Linked DNA regions of Zea mays: region 1 is linked to region 2. The links are chromatin contacts, called in public Hi-C maps. All regions are on one chromosome and are shown on one strand. The core of a region is the stretch at or near the end of the contact, and the rest is flanking DNA. Distances in the headings are between cores, read along the strand shown.

Region 1 (3,319 bases), core at 59-2,558, 180 kb before region 2:
TGGAGCCGCTGCTGCTTTGCAATGGAGCCGCTCCATCCCAGCTAACTAGCTCCGCAACCGAACACTAGAGCTTTAGGCGTGGTGTGATTGGCTCAGATATTCGCTATGGCTATTTCTTCATTAACTCGTGAATCACAGCTCTCTCTCTGGCTTTTTTTTTCCCCATAGGGGATTGATTGTAGTTTGCGTACTACTGGCAAAGGAGGCGTCTTAATAGCTAGCTAGGTTCCAGCACCAGCATTTAGGTTTCAGCTACCAATGCAACTGCCAACGGAATTCGCAAACAGATGATAGCTGGCGATTTGGACTGGCTATAGCTCCAAGAGAGAGACTCAAACAACAAATTTAAGCTGTCCTCCTCGATCTACTGGTTACTACTCATCCAATAATTTGATCATCATCGTCATACAGGTCCTAGGTTCGACAGGAGACCACGTACGTACGGGAGAAATTAACACGCATTATGCTTTGATATGACAGACTCAAGATTCCATATCATCCAAGAAATTCCTGCAACGTATCGGACCTCTCCAAGGACCGGGAAAAAAAGGGTCATATGGTTTTTTCTTTTAATTCAAGGAACAGTGTATGTTAAAAGCTCATGAACGGAGAGAGTATTTAACTGATGCATATATGGCAATACAGTACGCGACTACTGGGTTAACAGAGTACCTCAAGGATTATAGATGCAGCAATAGTTGATGGGTCGGGTGCAATAATGCGACCATATATAATATATATAGTGGTTAATTGTTGTTGTTGTTTCAGACATGGATTGGAGCTCTCAAGCAGAGGTTGCTGTTGCAATAACTTGCAAGTAGCTGCTAGCTAGCAACATGCTTTGTATGTAGATCCATGGAGGTCACTCATCACACCCCGTGCAATGGGGCCCTTGCTGTCGTCGTCTTCATTTTAATTAGATCTCTCGGCTCAAGTCGTGAAGAAACCGCAACGACCATGGCTCCTACGTAGCACGTACGGTTGATGTGTGGAAAATTGAAGATTAGTATGCAAAGCACTGGCTCGGGTGTGCCGAGTTGAAGGGGTGGCAGTGCTTGCGTTGGAAGAGGAGAAGAACGGGCCGCTGCTCGGCGCGCGTGGCATGCACATGTCGATCGCATGGCTTTGTCACGTCGTCGTCGCGCCTTTATAGCGGCCGCAGTTGTTGGATGTGTGGTTTGCAGCTACTTGAGGGTCGGTCGAATCACAGAGATCAACATGCATGGCGGCACCATATGGAGTACTGCTGCTACTGGTGCGTACGTGCGTGCTTGCATCATAACTGCACGACACCAACCTGTTGACAATGACAATCCCATCTCTCAGCTAATCCTGCGGCAGATATATTCTCCTAACTGTACGTACGTAGTGCTCGCACTGTGTCTTCGCGCCAGCTGGTCGACTTGAGTCACCGAGCGTCCGAGCGCTGTTGATGCATGAACCGAATCCGACTATTTGCCGACTATTTTTTGTCGGTTACTCGGCAAAGACGGCTTTATCGAGTGCCACCCTCAGCAAATAAAGACTCTCGATACCGGTAATACCCGCAACTTTTACCTTTACCGAGGTTAGCATACTTGGCATAGCCAGACACTTGGCAAACACTTATTTGCCGAATGTTAAACACTCGGCGAAGTGTGACGCTCGGCAAAGAACCGTCAGCAACCGTTTATAGCTGATGGTCGTTACCTTTGCCGAGCGCAAGACGCTGACACTCGACAGAGATGGTACGTTGCCGAGTGTTGGGCCGGGCGAGTGCTTTATTTGACACTCGGCAAAGTTTATTTTCATTTTTTTCTTTTTCCAACCAAACTTTTTGTGGTTTGTTCCTACACTATGTTGACCTACATGTTCCATTTTTGGAACAATTATAAAAGTGTTTGCTATAAATATTAGATTTTGTTCGTTTAATTGTATTTCCTCGAATAATTCATATTTTCCAAGTTTCAAGTGACTTGCAGTTCAAATGTGAATTTTTTCAAAGAAATTCAAATAAACGAACTAAATCTAATAGTTATAGAAAACACTTTTATAATTGTCATAAAATGGTACATGTAGGTCTACATAGTGTAGAAACATACCGCAAAAAGTTTGGTTGGCAAAATAAAAATAAAAATATACTTTGCCGAGTGTCCAACGGGGGCACTCGGCAAAGCTTGCTCTGTCGAGTGTCAAACGGGGGGCACTCAGCGAAGAAAATTCTTTGCGGAGTGCCAGAACTCGGTTCTCGGCAAAGGTAACGGCCGTCAGCTTTAGACGGCGGCTGACGACCCTTTGTCGAGAGCCGCCCTTCACCGAGTGTATTCCTGTATCGAGAGTCCTGCTCTCGGCAAACGCCATCGTTACCGAGAGCAGGACTTTGCTGAGTTCTGAGACCACTGCTTCTTTGCCGAGTGTCCAACAGGGGCACTCGACAAAGCTTGCTCTGTCGAGTGTCAAACGGGGGGCACTCGGCAAAGAAAATTCTTTGCGGACTGCCAGAACTCGGCTCTCGACAAAGGTAACAACCGTCAGCTTTAGACGGCGGCTGACGACCCTTTGCCGAGAGCCGCCCTTCGTCGAGTGTATTCCTGTGTCGAGAGTCCTGCTCTCGGCAAACGCCGTCGTTACCGAGAGCAGGACTTTGCTGAGTTCTGAGACCACTGCTTTTTTGCCGGGTGTCCAACGGGGGCACTCGACAAAGCTTGCTCTGTCGAGTGTCAAACGGGGGGCACTCAGCAAAGAAAATTCTTTGCGGAGTGCCAGAACTCGGCTCTCGGCGAAGGTAACGGCCGTCAGCTTTAGACGGCGGCTGACGACCCTTTGTCGAGAGCCACCCTTCGCCGAATGTATTCCTGTGTCGAGAGTCCTGCTCTCGGCAAACGTCGTCGTTACTGAGAGCAGGACTTTGCTGAGTTCTGAGACCACTGCTTCTTTGCCGAGTGTCTGACAAAAGCACTCGGCAAACCACCTAGCACTCGGCAAAGACCCGGATTCCAGTAATGATGGTGAGCGATTCGATAGGAGCGCATGAATAATTCACCTTTTTAGGATATATCTTATAGTCTGCATGCGTTATGTTTGGGGATAGCCCGACAAGTATCCATTGGGAAGGTCCTGTTTTCAGTGGTTTCACAACCAAACAACTCTAGATCTAACCATCCGGTACTTGATCGTCCTACCAATTAAACATCCACTAAAGGCTTGTTTGGTATCTTTGTTTCCCAAAATCACATTTTATAATACCACAGTTTAATGTATGTCATAACATAACTATGATGTATTTTACATTAGTCCAATCCAACACATGTTTGGAGACGTAGGTCCTGTTTGTTTCGGA
Region 2 (2,994 bases), core at 352-2,851:
TTATTCATATGACATCTATACCATTTTCCAAATCCATTTAAAATGCACCTATAATTCTCCAAATAGTTTCTAAAATTTATCGTGACCAAATTTAACTACAAAAATTCCTATCTAGCATTTTTATCGTCAACGTGTGACTACTAAATGTTGTCATATTTCTCTAATCCAAAATTCAACGCCACGACTAACATGACATAACACGGTGCTAATAATCGCATGAATCTACCAAACAATTCCATAACGCATATACACATAAATTGTGCATCACACGTGTTCATATTACAACAAATAAAATATACAACTCATGAATCAAACCAAAAAGTACTTTTATAAAATATACAAAATAAATTTGGGTCGTCTTCAACCTTAGGTTCGCGCGTGTGACGGGGATGGATCGACGAGGTTCGGCCGGATGAAGAAAAGCAGGGGCTCGACTACGGACGGCGAATACGTGGCTCCGGCGAACTCCGGCGACTAACGGCACACTCCGGCGAACTCCACGGGCTCCGGCGACGAACGACAACGAACGGCAACGTCGAGCAGTGTATTGGCGAGCTAGAGAGATGGAATGAGCTTGGGTAGGCCGGAGAAAGGAGAGTGTCTCTGCTGCCTTTTATAGGGAGCAGGAGGGAGAGAAAGTCTGCCAGGGAGAGAAAGAGGGCATCAGCGTCATCACTGGCCATTGATGGCGTTGCAGTTTCGTCTCGGCATCAATGGTGTGAGGAATGAGGGAGGAGAAACGGAGGGATTAAAGCTCCATAACACGAGGAAGTAACGCGCGCAGGCAGTAACACGACGTCGGCGTTGGGATGGCGTAGGGCTCGACAACGTCTTGGCGGGTCGCTCGCGCGGCTGGAGGGCGCGGCTCGGCGGATGCAGGCGCTCGCGCGCGGCGAGCAGCGGCAGTCGGGCTCGGCCGCTGAGCAGCTGGGGTCGCGCGCGGGGTGGGGCCGGGCGCTCGGCCGCTCGGGCTCGGTGTCGCGGCAGCGGCTGGCTCGATCTCCTGTGCACGCGCGCGTGAGAGAAAGAGCAGAGAGATGAGGGAGATGAGAGGAGAGAGAGAGAAGACAGAGGAGAGAGGGAGTGAGAGCGGCGACGGCTGCTGCCTTCTGCCAGGGAGCACGCGCGGCTACAGGGTTAGGGTTGGGGCATGGGCCCCTAGTGGGCCGGCTAGTTAGGATTTAGTTTTTTTCTAATTCCGAGATACAATTTTAAAGAGCTCAAAAAATCATAAAAATTCACCAAAAATATTTATAAATAAAATACTTGTTTTCTGGACTAATAATTACTATATTACTCAATTATTATTTTAATTACTAGGATTTCTTTTTAAAAGGAAGTTAATAACAATCATCCGATCAATCAAGCGTATACAAAGAAAATGTAACTAAACAAACACTTAAAAGTAAAATTATGATTACCATATTTTACTAATTTTATTATTTTTAGTTGATGGATTTTATGGTGCTACAGTGGCGCTACCCTCCTTGCGACTGCCAGGCAAGAACCAATCGGCCCGGCCAGATGAAGTGAACCAACCGGTAGATGCTCTGCCCACATGGCCATGCCACTTGTGTGTGCAGTGCAGCTGCCAACAACTGATGCGCTACAGCCTACAAGACTGCATCCATCGCTTCACTCGACGTACTGCTCTCCCCTCTCCGGTCTTGCGTGTACGGTCGTCCGTCCCCTCGGATGCTCCAACGGATCCATCTCTTTTCTCTCGCCCCCCCCCCCCTTCACTAATCAATAAAATTAAGTATGAAATTAATTATTTTTTATTTTAATTATTAGATAACAATATGTATTATAGTATTACAAATATTGTATACATATTTTGGAACCTACAAACTGATATAAAGGGCAGTTGATGTGTGGTAGGAGAGAGGAGGACAAATAGGTGGGGAATTGAAGAGAGAGGTATTTAAAAATGAATACAAAGTACAGACAGGGTGAGAGAAACATAAAATTGTTGGAATCAGCATTACAAATAGCAGATAGCGGATTGGTCTAGGGGCAGCGCCATTAAGGCTATACAACTCTAAATTTCTAACCTAAAATGAATATTTTGTTCTTTGCCGTATATCATAATCCTTCGCAGTCATATTATATATATTTTTTAATTCTCTTCCATGCACATGAGCCCGCATGTTGCTGCCACAAGCTCACGGTACAGTGGATAGCGTCAGATTCCGTACGACGCTCGATGTACCACTCTTGCATTGCTAGACCTAGAATTATACATGTAACACAGAAATACGCATAAGGCAGCTCCAGTGTGCGCGCTAACTGTTAACTGAAGGTGCAATCCCAAGGGGCAAATGAGTCGTTGTAAAGGTGGAGTGCTCCAAGCAGGAGAGAATTGACTTTAAAAATTCAAAGCAACCTTAACCTACAATAAATGGTTCATATATACATGTAACACAGAAATATGCATGCTTATTAGGGCGTCTGCATATATTGTGTTTGCTAACAGAAGAAGGTGCAAAGATGAGTGAAAAGATGAGAGAGAGAGGAAGTGAGGTGCAATACATTAGACACCAGGTGCGTGCTAGCTTAAAACCTCGTTCGACTAATACATTTTATACATTGGAGCTTGATTAACACGTGCGACATACTGCTTGCACTTTCTTGCGTTTCTTCTCTCCTCCTCCGCCATTGGTGCTGCGGCAAAGCTCGGGCGCCAAGAGCAACAAAATGAACACAGCTAATATTTGATATAGGGATTGCATGCACATGTCCCAACTCCCAACACAAGTGCCGATATGAAAACCTAACTACCACCAGATTTCCTTTTATTTCTAGCTCTATTCTTGTGAAATGTGGTTACTTTGGCAGCACAAAACTTCCAGCAACAAAAAAAAGATGAGTAGACCAAACGAGTGGCAACACGGTGTCGTAGTCAGCAACTTCTTGTGATTCCGTCGAAAGTTAAATTAACTTCCAACGCTACCTGCCTAGCTATGGGACGTTAACTTCCAACAGCCCTACGGT

Evidence for each region. Hi-C and Micro-C count contacts between places; a contact is called where the count stands out from the background.
Region 1: a Hi-C map of ear shows a contact between it and region 2, with 4 times the contacts expected there. The contact joins two enhancer-like sites. A contact is called at or near these places in 4 of 25 Hi-C or Micro-C datasets (ear, leaf and tassel).

Annotation. Positions count from the first base shown.
Region 1 is chr1:238,536,225-238,539,543 of Zm-B73-REFERENCE-NAM-5.0, reverse strand. No RefSeq gene overlaps it. Among protein-coding and RNA genes, the nearest start is that of LOC118476139, 29 kb to the right of the region's middle. Within about 2 kb of position 1,308, at least 12 of the 20 cell types and tissues checked have an H3K27ac peak or open chromatin away from gene starts, as enhancers often do. A contact at or near this core is called in ear, leaf and tassel, where this site is marked.
Region 2 is chr1:238,354,653-238,357,646 of Zm-B73-REFERENCE-NAM-5.0, reverse strand. It overlaps a transcript of LOC100279895 not described here. Among protein-coding and RNA genes, the nearest start is that of LOC100279895, 9.8 kb to the right of the region's middle. Within about 2 kb of position 1,601, at least 14 of the 20 cell types and tissues checked have an H3K27ac peak or open chromatin away from gene starts, as enhancers often do. A contact at or near this core is called in ear, leaf and tassel, where this site is marked.